Linked DNA regions of Mus musculus: region 2 is linked to region 1. A link is a contact called in public HiChIP or PLAC-seq data. All regions are on one chromosome and are shown on one strand. The core of a region is the stretch at or near the end of the contact, and the rest is flanking DNA. Distances in the headings are between cores, read along the strand shown.

Region 1 (6,314 bases), core at 1,243-3,742:
ATCCTGACTCAAAGGGACAAACATGTCCTTTCTTCATGGCACAGCTCAAGGACCAGCCATGAGGAAGTCACCAGAGTCCATGGCTGCCTGGGCCTTGCCTCCCTGTCCCTGTTGATGGTGCTTTAGCTCGGCCTGCACTGCTTTATCCTGATCCAAGGCTTCTGCAGTCATAATTAGCCACTCTTGCCTATGAGTCTTCCCTATCTTGTGACAAAATATCTACTTTCTGGCAAGCCTCATCCTGGCTGAACAGTCTCTATATTGCCTGGTTAGTCATTTCAAAGACCCAGTATGGAGGATGGGATTGTCTGCACTTTCCAGGTCAGGGAACTGAGGGCAAGAGCAGAGTGGCCTGGCTTGGCCACCAAAGAGTTGCAAGGCAGAGCTGGGGTGTGCCCTTGCCCTGCCCATCTTAACCACACCTTCTGTGAGAACCCAGGGTCAAGTCTTCAATAGAGCCTGCTGATATTTGTTGGTAGAACGAATGGCCCACAATACTGGGGGACAGAGATCATTGAAGTTTCTCTATCCACCCCCACAGACCTTTCCTGATCCTTTCTGTTCTGAAACTTAGCGTGAGCAGGCTGTCTGCAGCCCAGATTTCACTGGCCAGGGTAGAAAGTTGGTACTTTATTGTTGGTCACCACGTGTTGCCCTGGCGAGGATGGCCCAGGAGTTTGAAGAACAGGTCTTAGCTCTCTACTGTGATAACACGTCCCTAAGGTAAAGCTTATAGTCTCTTTCTGCTCTCTGGCCTTGCTGTTGACACAGGGAGTTAGTTCTACCCCCTCACAGCCTGCCATAAGAGTCTCAAAATGGCCCTGTCAAGGAAGGAATCTGGGGGTTTTCTCCCTGGCCAGTGGGTCCAATGGAGCTGTGCTACCTGATGCAGGCACTACCAGAAGCACCCCAAGTTGTGTGCCACACTAAGGGAACTCCCAGGTGATGACCTGGGAAAGGAGGCCTGGTTTGTAGTGCAACCCAAGGCATTAGCAACCCCATTTTGTTTCCCAGCCCACATAGGAGGACCAGACATGGCCTTTCTCTAAGACAGGTCTATAGCTTTTCTGGTAGGCTGCTAAAAGACATCTTTAAGATAGAGTCCCACAACTATTGCTTTTTTTGTTGTTTTTGTTTTTTGTTTTTTTTCTGAGACAGGGTTTCTCTGTATAGCCCTGGCTGTCCTGGAACTCACTTTGTAGACCAGCTGACCTCAAACTCAGAAATCCGCCTGCCTCTGCCTCCCGAGTGCTGATATTAAAGGCGTGTGCCACCAAGTTCGGCCAACTATTGCTTTTTACAGAGAAAAAGTGCAGTCCTGGAGGACGGTGGTAGTGGGCCCACGCAGAGCTTTCTTTTTTGTCTTGAGGGGAGGTGTTCTCTTTGGGCAGCACCTACTCTGTGCAGCCTGTGGACTTTGGTAAACCCCTCTGCCAGGGCCTCCACGCTGGATTTTGGTCTGGCAGGCACCAGCTGGGAGTGGAGGGAGGCGGGACTGCCGGTTGCCTGGCTTGGCGCAGGGGGAACTCTGCGCTTAGGGAGGCTGGCTTGGCTCCGCTCAGGTAGCTCACACCCAAATCCGAATTCCAGCTGCCCAAGTCGGCGGGCGGGTTGCGGAGGAGGCCCAGGCTCTCCCTGGGTAGGAGTGCTTCCTTTCGTTTTTAAACAAACAAATCATGAATTTAAGTCAGGGCAGAGAGCTAACCAAGGTATAAAAATAGCCTGGGGCCACGGGTGATGTCCGAAGCCGGCAGTAGCGCCCTTCAAGCCCCGCGCCTCTGAGGAGGGTGAGAGCCGTCGTGTTAACGTGGGTACCCCGAGCAGCACCCCAGCCCCCCTCTGCCTGTCTGGCCTGCGGTCAGACACCAGGGTCCTTTTTGGGCCTCTCGCGTGTTAGGTGAAGGGGACTGGGACGTCCAAAGGGCAGCATCTCCCTGCCCAGCTGCTTGCCTCTGGCTCACGGCCCTTCACCGGCCTCAGTTTCCCCATGTGTCCACCGGGATGCGCAGGGCCTCGGCTCTTCTGCAGGGAGCCTTGCAGGACCAGGGTCCTCGCGCGGCCACGGCCGGCCTCTTTGTGTGTCCGCGCAGACAATGGCCCGGCCGCGGGGCTCTCCTCCCGGCCCGGCTCTCCTCCTCCTCCTCCACCACCACCGCGGGCCGCCGGGTTTTTGGGCAGCCGGGAAGGGAAGGCTGCTTTACCCCACCGCCCCGCCCTCCTCCCACGCCGCCGCCCCACGGCTCCTGGGAACCCTTGGCAGATGCAAACTTGCAAGTTTGCAGGGCGCTCACAACTCGGGGCCGGGCTGCGAGCGCGGGGTGGCCGTGGTGGTGGCGGCGGCGGCGGCAGCGGCGGGCGGGGCGCGCACCGGTTGCGGGCGGGGCGAGTGGCGGCGACGGCGCTGCGCCGAGTCCGCGCCCGTCGCGGGCCCCCCGCCGCTCCCCCCCCACCCCCCCGCCCCGCTGCAGGCCGGGCCGGAGCGGGTCGCGGGCGCGCGGCGGAGGCGCGGGCGGCGGGTGCGCGCGCGGGGCGCGCGCAGGCACAAGTAGTTTACATTGTTGGGCGACTTTTGCAACAACTCGCCGCGCCGCGGCCTCCGCGCGCCGCCGCCGCCGCTGCCGCCGCCGGCTCCCCGCCGCCCGGGCCCCGGGCGGGCCGCGCCGGGGGCCGCCGCGCTGCCGCCCTGCTGCTCCGCCGCCGGCTGGGCATGAGTTAGTCGCAGACATGGACACCAAACATTTCCTGCCGCTCGGTGAGTGCTGGCCGCGGCGGCGCGGGCGAGGGAGGGGGCCGGGGCTGGCGGGGCGGGGGCGCGTGCGCAGCGCGCGCTGGGGGTCCGGCCGGGCCCATTGGCCCCGAGCCGTGGCGGTACCGAGAGTTAGCGCGCCGGGCCCGGGGAGGCGAGTGGGCACAGGGCAACTTTTCCCGGGCCCAGGCGCGCGGCGGGAGAGGGCGAGGACGCCGGGCCTCTGACTTGCCGAGGAGCGGGAGTGGGCGGCGGGCTGGCGCGAGCGCAGGTTCGCTCGGGACGTGGAGAGGGACCCTCACGCTGCGCCTCGCGCTTCCGCGGACCCCCGGGGCGCCCAGCTCTAGCTATCCGGGAACCGAGCCACGCCGGAGGAGCAACTTCTGAGCTCGCTGGAGGGCTCCGGGCCTCCCTGGCATTGGGATGGGGACGACGCGCTGGGCTCCGGGAGGCCACTGCTCTTCCCGGCTCGTCGGGCTGTGGCTTGGAGAAGGCCGCTGGCCCCTGGCTGTCTCTTTGCCCAGGATAGAGTCTGCGATCTTGCCGTTCCCCGACAGCAGACCAAACCTAGGTGGGCACGGTCACTCTGGGTCTCTGATTAAACCCAGGACTGGGGCCCCACACTCTGGCACCCCTAGTTTTCAGTATTTAGGGGAGACAACCCATCGGCAGAAGGATCATTTTCTTGTCCTGCAACCCTCCCGCCAGCAGCACCCAGCCCCAAACAGCCTGCCAACTCCCGGAGTAGAACCAAGCAGGGTCAGAGCCCCCCACTCATTACTCTCCCTGGGGTTTGGGAGCCAGAGGGAAGCAGGGTAGGGAGACTTATAAATGAGCTCCGGGAAAGATATTAATTTGGTGGTGAGGACAGCAGCCAGGCTGTCAGGCTGGTGAAGAATTTGTGCTGATTGGAAATCAGGACAGCAGATTATGGACGAAGCTCCACGATGATCATTGCCTCTTTGCCTCCCACCCCCTATGAGGTTTGGGATGCATTTTGGCTACCCTGAGGGGTGATCAGAACCCAGCATGGTTGCCAGGACTTTTGGTGATTTGGGGAGGTGGTACCTCCTTAACCTCCAGCCTTCTCACAAACAGGTCTGCTGCAAAGTGACTGGGGTTGTGTTACAAGTGTGTCACAGCTTCAGACTCTCCATCCTTATGAGTAGTGATAGAGACAGTGGGAGCACACCTGAGCTTGGGGGTCTAGCTCCCCGGCTATAAACTCCTGTCCCTGTTGCAGTTGAGAAACTGACTGGGGAAGGCTTCACTTCGAGGCTACAAATGGTGGATTTGGCATTGTAACCCCCTGCCAAAGTCAGCCGACAAGAAAGCTTTGTTACTGTGGCTTGTTGCTGTGGGGCCTGGGGTGGGGTGGGGGTGGGAGGCTCCTGAGACATCTCTTTCTCCTTCATTCAAGCCTTGATGTGCACACAGAGTTGGGTCCTTCAGACAGGAATGCTTTGCTCAGTCTCTGGCCTGGGACACGGCCAGGGCCTGGCACTACTTTGGCTAGGTCTTGAGATGGGAACACCACCCCAGGAGAGACAGAGCCCGTTCTCAAAGTTGACACATACAGAACTGGCAATGACATTGCAGGCGGCTGGACTGGAGTCTCCATGAAGAGGAGTTATGTCTCAGAGCTGCTGTGTTGGCTTCACAGAGTGGTGGCTCTCAGGACCAGCTTTGGCCTCCCAGGCAGCCTGTGCCCCAGGGCTGAGGGCTGAGTCCTGGGCTCTGATTACGTTTTATTTTTTACTAAGCTTGTGACCAGCTCTGAAGTCCAGTGCAGTTGAAGATCCATTTAAGCGGCTACTTGCCTAAGCCCTTTTGTCAACACAGCCTAATCCCTCCTGGGGGCTGAGTGTCAGAGGATCTGGCTCGTCCAGGGTCCCCACTGACAGCTTGGGTCTGACTTGAAGTGTCTAGGAAAGTTTGGCCATCCCTTTTTCACTCCCTTGCCCCTTTTGGGGTCCGGGACCCAGGGCTCTTTCCAGTGTGCACTGTGTGTGTTTGGTGGTCCAGGCAGCCTCCAAGCTTCTGCCAACTGAGCTGATCTGCACAGGACAGATCTAGGAAGAAAGAAGGGAGGTTGGGGAATTTGCCCCAGGCAGCCCCTGTTTCCTGGCTCTGCTGTCCAGGGCTGGTCTTCCTCCATGCCAGTTGGGGAGTTGGGGTAAGGGCTGGCCTCAGCCTAGATGGTGGGACTGGAAGGCTGAGCCTGCAGAGTCCAAAGGTCTCAAGCCTGCACTGCCCCTCTCAGCTGTTAGTGGCCCATTTGCTTGTGAGAGTAACAGGTTTCCAGAAGCCAGGCTCTAGACCTCCAGCCACCCTCTTGTGTGGTACTTGGGGACCTGGTGAGCTTGGGGCCTGCCTGAGGGGGCTTTTAGTAACATCAGAGCCCTTGTGACCCAAAATAGAGCACATTCCGGGAGTCCCGAAATAACAGAGTCACATGACTCTCAGGAGGCTGGGCTTGGAGTCCAGCTTGGGCCTGACTAGGCAGTTCATGTTTAGGCCCCTGGCTGTCTACTGATTTGGGCATTTCTTTTGGGAAACGCTGGAGGAGACTTCGTTGTTGACTGAGGAAGTATTAGGGAGAGAAAAAGTGACTCCCTGATGGTGGTCTGACTGTGGTGGTGGACTTGTCTGGCAGTATTCTTCTTTGGGCTGGCCGTGACTATTGTGCTGGGCACAAGCATTTGTCTCAGATGTGGGCTCAGAGAGCTAGGCCCACCGGAAGGAGTCACTGAGGGTGGGGAGCTCTACACACAGCCCAGGTCTGCACTGCTCAGAGTCTGTGGGGTGTGTGGGGTGCAGAGTCGAGCCTGCAGCTGATCACATGGGGCAGCTGCTGTGGGCTGGCTCCCAGGTCTAGGGCCTGGGCGGCTCTTCCAGCTGTGCATGTCCTTCAGCGCTGGGGCTAGGTGCAGCTCCTCAGGGAGGCCCCTCTGACTTCCTTGCTAGTGCCTCCTCCCGTAACTGGTTCTGAGGTTGAGTGTAAGAGTGGGGACCCCTATCCCATCCTCATGCCTTCCTCTAGGAAAGGGAGTGTTATAGAGGGGTTGTCACTCTGTGGACAATGGAGGGGTGCTCAGGCCTGCTCCTCTCCACCCAAGGGCTGGCTGCACATACCAAAGGAACTCTGGGATCTGCATGTGTGGACAGAATCAAACTGCATAGAAGGTGGTATGAGATAGCCTTGGGACCAGCAGTCAGCGAGGCAGCCTGGAACTTCCTGTTTCTAGGGGAATGGGGTCTTGCTATGCGCATGTACAGGCCAGGGTCTGCAGAGAGTGGTAGACCTTGCTCAGCTGTCTTAAGATGTAGGCCTGGAACCTTACAGATGGCTTAGGGCCAGGACGAGCCAAGACCTGTCTTCTCCCCTTTCTCCTTAGGCCTAAAGCTTGTGGGCTGGGCTGGGCCTTAAGGTATCAGATTGGCTGCTGGATTTTCATGGGAACTACTATCAGCCAGGCCAGGGACGAAGACAGGAGCCCTGGTTCTCAAGAGTATAGGTATCTGGATTGTGGCTGGGAGTGTGTCCATTTGGGGATCACCTTCCAAA
Region 2 (6,314 bases), core at 1,831-4,330, 220 kb after region 1:
TAACTGGAAACAGCTGGTAGGTAGGTCCAGATCTCGTGAGGTTGCTGTGGGCTTTGAGCCTAGGATGGTGAGTTGCCTCCAGCCCATGGGGGTAGTAGATGGTAGCAGGATGGAGGATGGCCTATGATGTAACTGTTCCCCAGCTTGTCTTTGTACTGATTGGGATCGAGGAGCACCCCTTAATTTCTGTGAAGGGTAAAGGTGCTGTGTGGCTGTGTGTGGGTATAGTGCCATGCCACCTCAGCCACAGTCACTTCCTTAGGGCAAGGGCTCCCAGTGGTGATGAGGGTGAATCTCTGGGTCACGTTGGGGCCATCCCACCTTCCCCTGCACTTGACACCTGGGGCTTAGGACAGAAGGTGTTTTTCTACCCAGGAATGTGAGCGCTCTGGCCACTTTGGAAGGAACTGACAGATGCACCGAGGGAGTGCTTATAGAATCTGGGGTCTGGCCTGCAGCTACAGGCCACTTGCAGATAATTACACTCAGATGAGTTGGGGATTTCTGAAGTCACAGGTCGGGAGGAGAGGGAAGCAGAGAGGGTCCATCTGCCATAATCCTGGTGCTGGGGAAAGGAGCCTGGCTGTCCTGATCCAACCAGCTGGGGAAGCTATTCCAGCTCTAATGTCTTTGCCTCTGATGGCTGAAAGGTCACTGCAGGATGGCTCATCCAAGGCTTTCTTGGATGACCATGATGGTTCCCAAACATCTCACTTGGGTGGTGTGCAGACAGGAGAGCCCACCCCACCCCCTGGCAGGTGCTATAAAATGTCTCCAAGCCATTGTGTTGAACTCTGGCTTGAGGCTGGTGAGATGTTCCCTGTTCATCAGCAGTGACTGAAAATGGGCTGCAAGAAGAGAGCTCTTTCCTGCCCTTTTAGGCCCGCCCCATTTCTTCACTGTTGCTGGCTCTGTCCATGGGGAGGGGCAGCCCTGGGTCTCCTAGCTTTGGGGATGCCTGTCCTCACATGCCCCGAGACTCTCTGAGTCCAGCCTGTGGACTTACTTACTCCACCTCCTCTGCTTGGGGCTAGGGCTGGGCCGATTGCAAACAGCTGCTTGGCCCTCGAGGCGGATTTTCAGGCTCCAGGAGGGACTGTTGTACTAGGGCATGAACAGTGTGGCAGAAAGGCCACACGGGATGTAGTAGGGGAAAGCCAAGACCCTTCTCTCTGCTTGCCTTTGTACGTGAGGAAGGCTAGAGAATGGAGAACAGACAGCTCATCTGTCCATTGTGGTCCTTCAGGTACCCCTGTAATCAGGTCAGGACAGCCAAGGAGGGTCAGCCTCTGGACTGGAGGGGAGGGGCCACAGGTTCCAATCAGGCCCTGGGGTCTTGCTATTCCCCAGAGCTTCCTTTGGTTCTGGTAACGGAACCTTTGCACATGAAGACGCATGCCCGATGTTCACTGAATGTGAAGACCAGGACTCTCCAGGTTGCTGCCTCCTCCTGCTCCCCTCTCCCCCTTCTCCTCCTTTTTCTTCTTTCCCTCTTTATCCTCTTCTTACTTCCCCTCCACTTCCCCCTCCTCTCTTCCCTTCTCAGTCTCCTCTTCCTGTTCCTCCCCACCCCTTCTCCCCCTCTTCCTCTCCACCTTCCTCCCCACTCCTCTCCCCACCCTCCTCCCACTTACCCAAGTGTTTCCCTACCTAGTCTATCCTAATGGCATCTTCTAAGCCAGGGCTCTAAATGTGTCCTGCTTGAACCCCCTTTTCATGTGACCCTGGCTCTACAGATATGTAAAATAGGCGCACAAACCAAACATTTACTGATTAGTGTGAGGAAGTTTATTTTAAAACAGTTCTTTGCTATACCTATTATGCCATCTTTTAAAGATAAAAGCAAGTTTGGGTGCTAATTAAATAGGTACATGTATTTATCTTTATATAAAGATTAAATCTTGGCTGAATATTGCCATGGTCAGATGTATAGTGGTCTCCGTGTTTTTCAGAGATGCTCAATGTCTTGATTTTATGATCGTCAGTGCTGAGAATTCAGCCTCGTACAAATGCATAGTACAAGTGGGCAGAGATGGGTTTGGGGCCATTTGATAAATTGTTGGAAATTTCACCCTAATCCCAAGCCAAAATTCATTTAATGATTTTTTGTTTTCACAAACAGAAATCATTTTGTTTTCATGCTCAGATCAGCAGCTCAAATGACAACTTTTGAAAAATCAAACATAGTGGCATAATAAAATTCAAAGATATGCTAATTTGATGCTTGCTCCTGAGGGATGATGGTGGGGAAATATGAAAGCTTGTGTCGTTTGTTTGTGATGAAATCATTATGCTTCTTTAAGAGCAGGAGACATTACATGTAGATGAAGCATTGGTTTCCCGAGGTGCAGCAGTCTGGGCTCCAAGCTGAGGCGTATGTAGTGAGCACCTGTGTCCGCATCCAAGGTCGTAGTGGGGTCACACAATTCACCATAGGTGGCCACTTGCCAGAGAAACCTCAGATTCATGGTACATTTGATTTGAAAATAATTTTTGGTCAGTGCTCATTGAGACACTTGTTGCTGTTGCCAAGCTGTTTCATGACACCCCTCCATATTGTCATGTGGCCCATGAGGTGATACAACCTGTGGTTTAAAGAGCTTGGCTCTAAGACATGAGACATCACCACCCCCACCATCTCCCCATTTCACAGGTGAGAAGACCAAGGCCCACTGAAGCTCTGCAACTGGCAAAGACAGATCTTAAGCTCTTAAGACAATATCTGTGCTCTAGGAATGACTGTCAGCCTGAGGGGTGACATTCAGGCTGGGTGTCAGGGCCAGTAGAGAAGGCTGATTGAAGATAACATTTTCATCTCCACTGAAGGCATTTCCCCCTTTTCTTTGGGGAGGGGTCTCCATCCCTGTGGCAGGGACTAATGAGAGGGTGTGGAGAGAGTGGCAGAATGAGTGTTCCTGTGTGAGTGTGTGTGGTCATCGGGGCTGGGGTTCAGGTTCCTGTCTCCCTGGGCTTCCTGAAGCCCACAGCCCTGGATTCCTGGGTTCTGCTCCGTGTGATCTATCTTTGGAGACCTCTGTGGGTTTGCTCTCCACAGCATCCAGCTGTGAGGAGCCTGTTTGTTTAGGAGTCTGAGTCACGTTTTTTCCATTTTAGTGGGAAGAAGGTCAGATAGTGGGGATTATGGCCAGGTAGGGGCTGTCTGTTCCATCTCAGTTGGCAGCTGATGAAATGAGTGTGGGGGATGCTCTGGGAAAGCCAAACATGAATGGCAAGAGTGGATGGGTTCCTGGGCCTGCCCCCCGCGGCCCTTCCCCTCCCGATAAGCCCGGTGGATGCGGGTGGGGGGTTGAGTCATCAGTTAGAGGGTCCAAGAATCAAGCTGCCACAGCTTAGCAGTAAGCTCAAGGTGGCCAGAGAAGTTAAGTGCGGTGTAGCCCACAGTTAAATCATGAGCCTTTGGAGAAGAAAATTAAAAACTCTGAGAACAATGTCTGGTGACCTGGCTGTCTTAGTGTGCCTCACGGGGCTCTGATCCTATAACTGGTGCTTGCTGTCTAGACCAACTACCTGACCCCCTGGTGTACTTGTGATCTTAGACACTTTGGTCACTCAGTGGACCAGAGTTCTCAGCACACAGTAGCAGAAGGTGGCCTAGGTCTGTGGAGGGGCAGAGACCTGGAACTCAGGTCTCTCTGGCTGTAGTGGGGAAGAGAAAGCATCACCTAGAGGCTGAGGGTGGTATTGCACCTCAGGGCTTCTTGCCTTTTAAAATTGGGTGTGGCTTGGGTAGCCAGTGTGACTCGGTGGAGTCCTCATCCAGGATGATGCCCCATCCTTCATAGGCTTGCGGTGTGGATCTAAGGAGGCAGAGTTGAGGCCATAAAGAACCAGACAGGGCTGTAGTCTGCTGTATCTCATAGTGGACCAGCATGGGGGCATGCCTAGTGAATCCTTTCTGGGACTAGCTGAAAGTAATTTGCAGACTCCAGGGTGTCTGCTGAACAAGAGTATAGCCATTCTGGAGTAGCAGTTGGTGCTGGGAAACCAGGGGAGCCCTGGTCCACGCTGTCCGTGCCATTCTGGGGCAGGCCGCGGTAGTCCTGGCAAGGTAATCTGAACACTGGAGAGCTGGGCTCTCGGGCTAGGTGTCCTGATATCTGCAGGGATGGGGTGCCCAGTGTTTTCCAGGCACACCTAGGGACTGCCCACCAATGTGTGGTGGATCAGAATATCTGGTGTGAGCTCCCACTGCACCGTCCCCTCTTCAGACAGAGGTCCAGACCCAGAGTTGCGCATCACAATTCCCATGGTGATTGGAACCACCCTGGGCCTTTCAGTGATGCCTAGGAAAATAACAGACTTGAAGCTGGCCATGGTGATGGGCATCTGCACTCTAGCGTAATATGTGTGATGTCTCCAGAGAGCCCTGTGGCCCTGCACATAGCTAAGCATGTCTTGTCTCCTTGTGGGGATGAGGTAATTTTTACCTGCTTTTTTTTTTTAATAACCCTAGGCCAGCCTCAGACTTAACTATGTAGCCAAAGATGACCTTGAACTTCCAACCCTTTTACTTCCACATCCCAAGGGTTGTGAGTATAGCTATGTGCTGTTGTAATTTTATGCAGTACCAGAGACTGAACTATGGGCTTTGTACATTTTAGGCAAGCGCTCGCCAACTGAGCTGTGTTCCAAGCTTTGACTTAATTTCTGTGTCCCCTTCACCCCATGTGGTTGCTACCCTGCCCCTGGAAGAACTTTCCAGGTGACTGTGCCCACGAGGAGCCAGCCTGAGGTTGGGTTGACACTCTCCTGGGATCTCTGCCTTCCCTGCAGCTCTCTGCTGACCAGCCAAGCCTGCCATCTCTCAGTATTCATTCCTCAGATGCTGCTTTTAGCCCCAGCTCATCTGATTCCAGGATCTACCATTTCACCCTATAAAAACTCCCAGCCGTGTTTTGCAATGATTTAAATACAGCCTGCTGCTACCCACTCTCTCTGGCTGCTTCTTTCTGTTTGGGCCCTTCCCTTGAACAGTTCCTATTATCTACAACTTTGAGTGTGGGAAGTGAGATTATAAAGGTCTCCTCACTTTAGACACAGGCATGCTCCCAGCCTCCCTCCCGGGGCTAAGACACCAGGCCCCTGCCGTGTGCTCTTTCTGCCTGACTGCTCACGCCTGGTCAATATCATGGCCAGCAGATAAATTCCTTGGCTGAGAGGCAGTCCGACCTCTTTCCAGTCACTTATAAAACTGTTTCCTGGTCTGGCTTCTTGAGTGATGCTGCAGCCAGGACAGAGCCACGCCACCCGGTCTTGGCATCCCACTCTACCTCCTATGCAGCTCTACCCCAGCCTACGTCAGAGTGAGTGCTGGGATGCTCTCACACCCTGCCTGGTTCATGCCTGTTCGGCCATCACCTTCCTTTCCATTTGGACATTTGTACTGGTCCAGGGACACCCTCCATCTGTAGGTGCCAGAGAAGCTGGTTTCTGTTTTCCCTTTCCTGATTCACAGAGTTCTCTACCCATTGACTCTCAAATTTGAACCCCATTTGTGGGCCCCCTCCTATATCCCTCAGTGGTTCATGAGTGCGCTCCTCCCCACATCCTTGGGTAGGAGTTGATGCAGACATGGTGTTGATGGCTGAGTAGCTTCCCTGGCAGGGATTATTCTTGGCCCTCTCCACTCTCACCCTCACAGCTCTGTGGCTTTGCCTCGTCTCTGATCTCATCCCTGGCCTCAGTTCTGAGCTCTTCAAGGGATGGGTACACACAGCTGCCTGCTTGGGTAGGAGCCTGCTGCTGATCTCCCAAACTATTGTTCATCGTGTCTCTGTTGGGCCACAGGTTCAAACCAGAGCCTGTTCTGTGACTCAAGTCCAGAACTATTAGCCATAGGAGAACCTTGTCTGCCGCGTTCCTGAGAATGCTGTATACCTACTAAATGCCCTGCCTGCTCGGCTAAGCCCCAGAATTCAGCTCAGCAGCACCTCTATGGGCACCGGCAATGTCCAAGGCACTGTGTGTGGCTTTGCCAAGGAGTCCTTAAGGAAACCTCTTTCCTGAAGTGTAATGCAGTGAGCTCTATGCACCTGTAATTGGCACACAGCTGGCACAGCTCCAAGGAGAAGAGTGGCATCCTGGCTGGGCCATGGGCTCTTTGAAATCTGAGCTGCATCCTGGAGCTAGTTATGGCAGCACCATGGCTTTGCCCACATGAGGCCTAAACCACGGATGCAGCTCTGATTCTCCTGCCAGCCCAGGAGGGAGGAAGAGTAGACCCCATTTGGGTTCTGTTCCCAGGGGTCACAGGTCAGTCTGGTGAGGATAGCATGAGCAGAGCCAGGGTTCCC

What was found. HiChIP or PLAC-seq counts read pairs in DNA pulled down with a chosen protein or histone mark.
Region 2: an HNF4G HiChIP or PLAC-seq map of pancreatic cancer cells shows a contact between it and region 1. The contact joins the enhancer-like site here to the promoter of Rxra in region 1. A contact is called at or near these places in 1 of 484 Hi-C or Micro-C datasets (embryonic stem cells) and 1 of 115 datasets of contacts at active chromatin or transcription factors (pancreatic cancer cells).

The regions. Positions count from the first base shown.
Region 1 is chr2:27,674,709-27,681,022 of GRCm38.p6, forward strand. It overlaps Rxra (retinoid X receptor alpha), which reads left to right and starts at 2,493. Exons shown (of 10, transcript NM_011305.3): 1 at 2,493-2,752. The coding sequence starts at 2,725.
Region 2 is chr2:27,896,416-27,902,729 of GRCm38.p6, forward strand. All of the region lies in intron 1 of Col5a1 (collagen, type V, alpha 1), which reads left to right. Among named protein-coding and RNA genes, the nearest start is that of Col5a1, 13 kb to the left of the region's middle. Within about 2 kb of position 3,081, at least 9 of the 459 cell types and tissues checked have an H3K27ac peak or open chromatin away from gene starts, as enhancers often do. A contact at or near this core is called in pancreatic cancer cells, where this site is marked.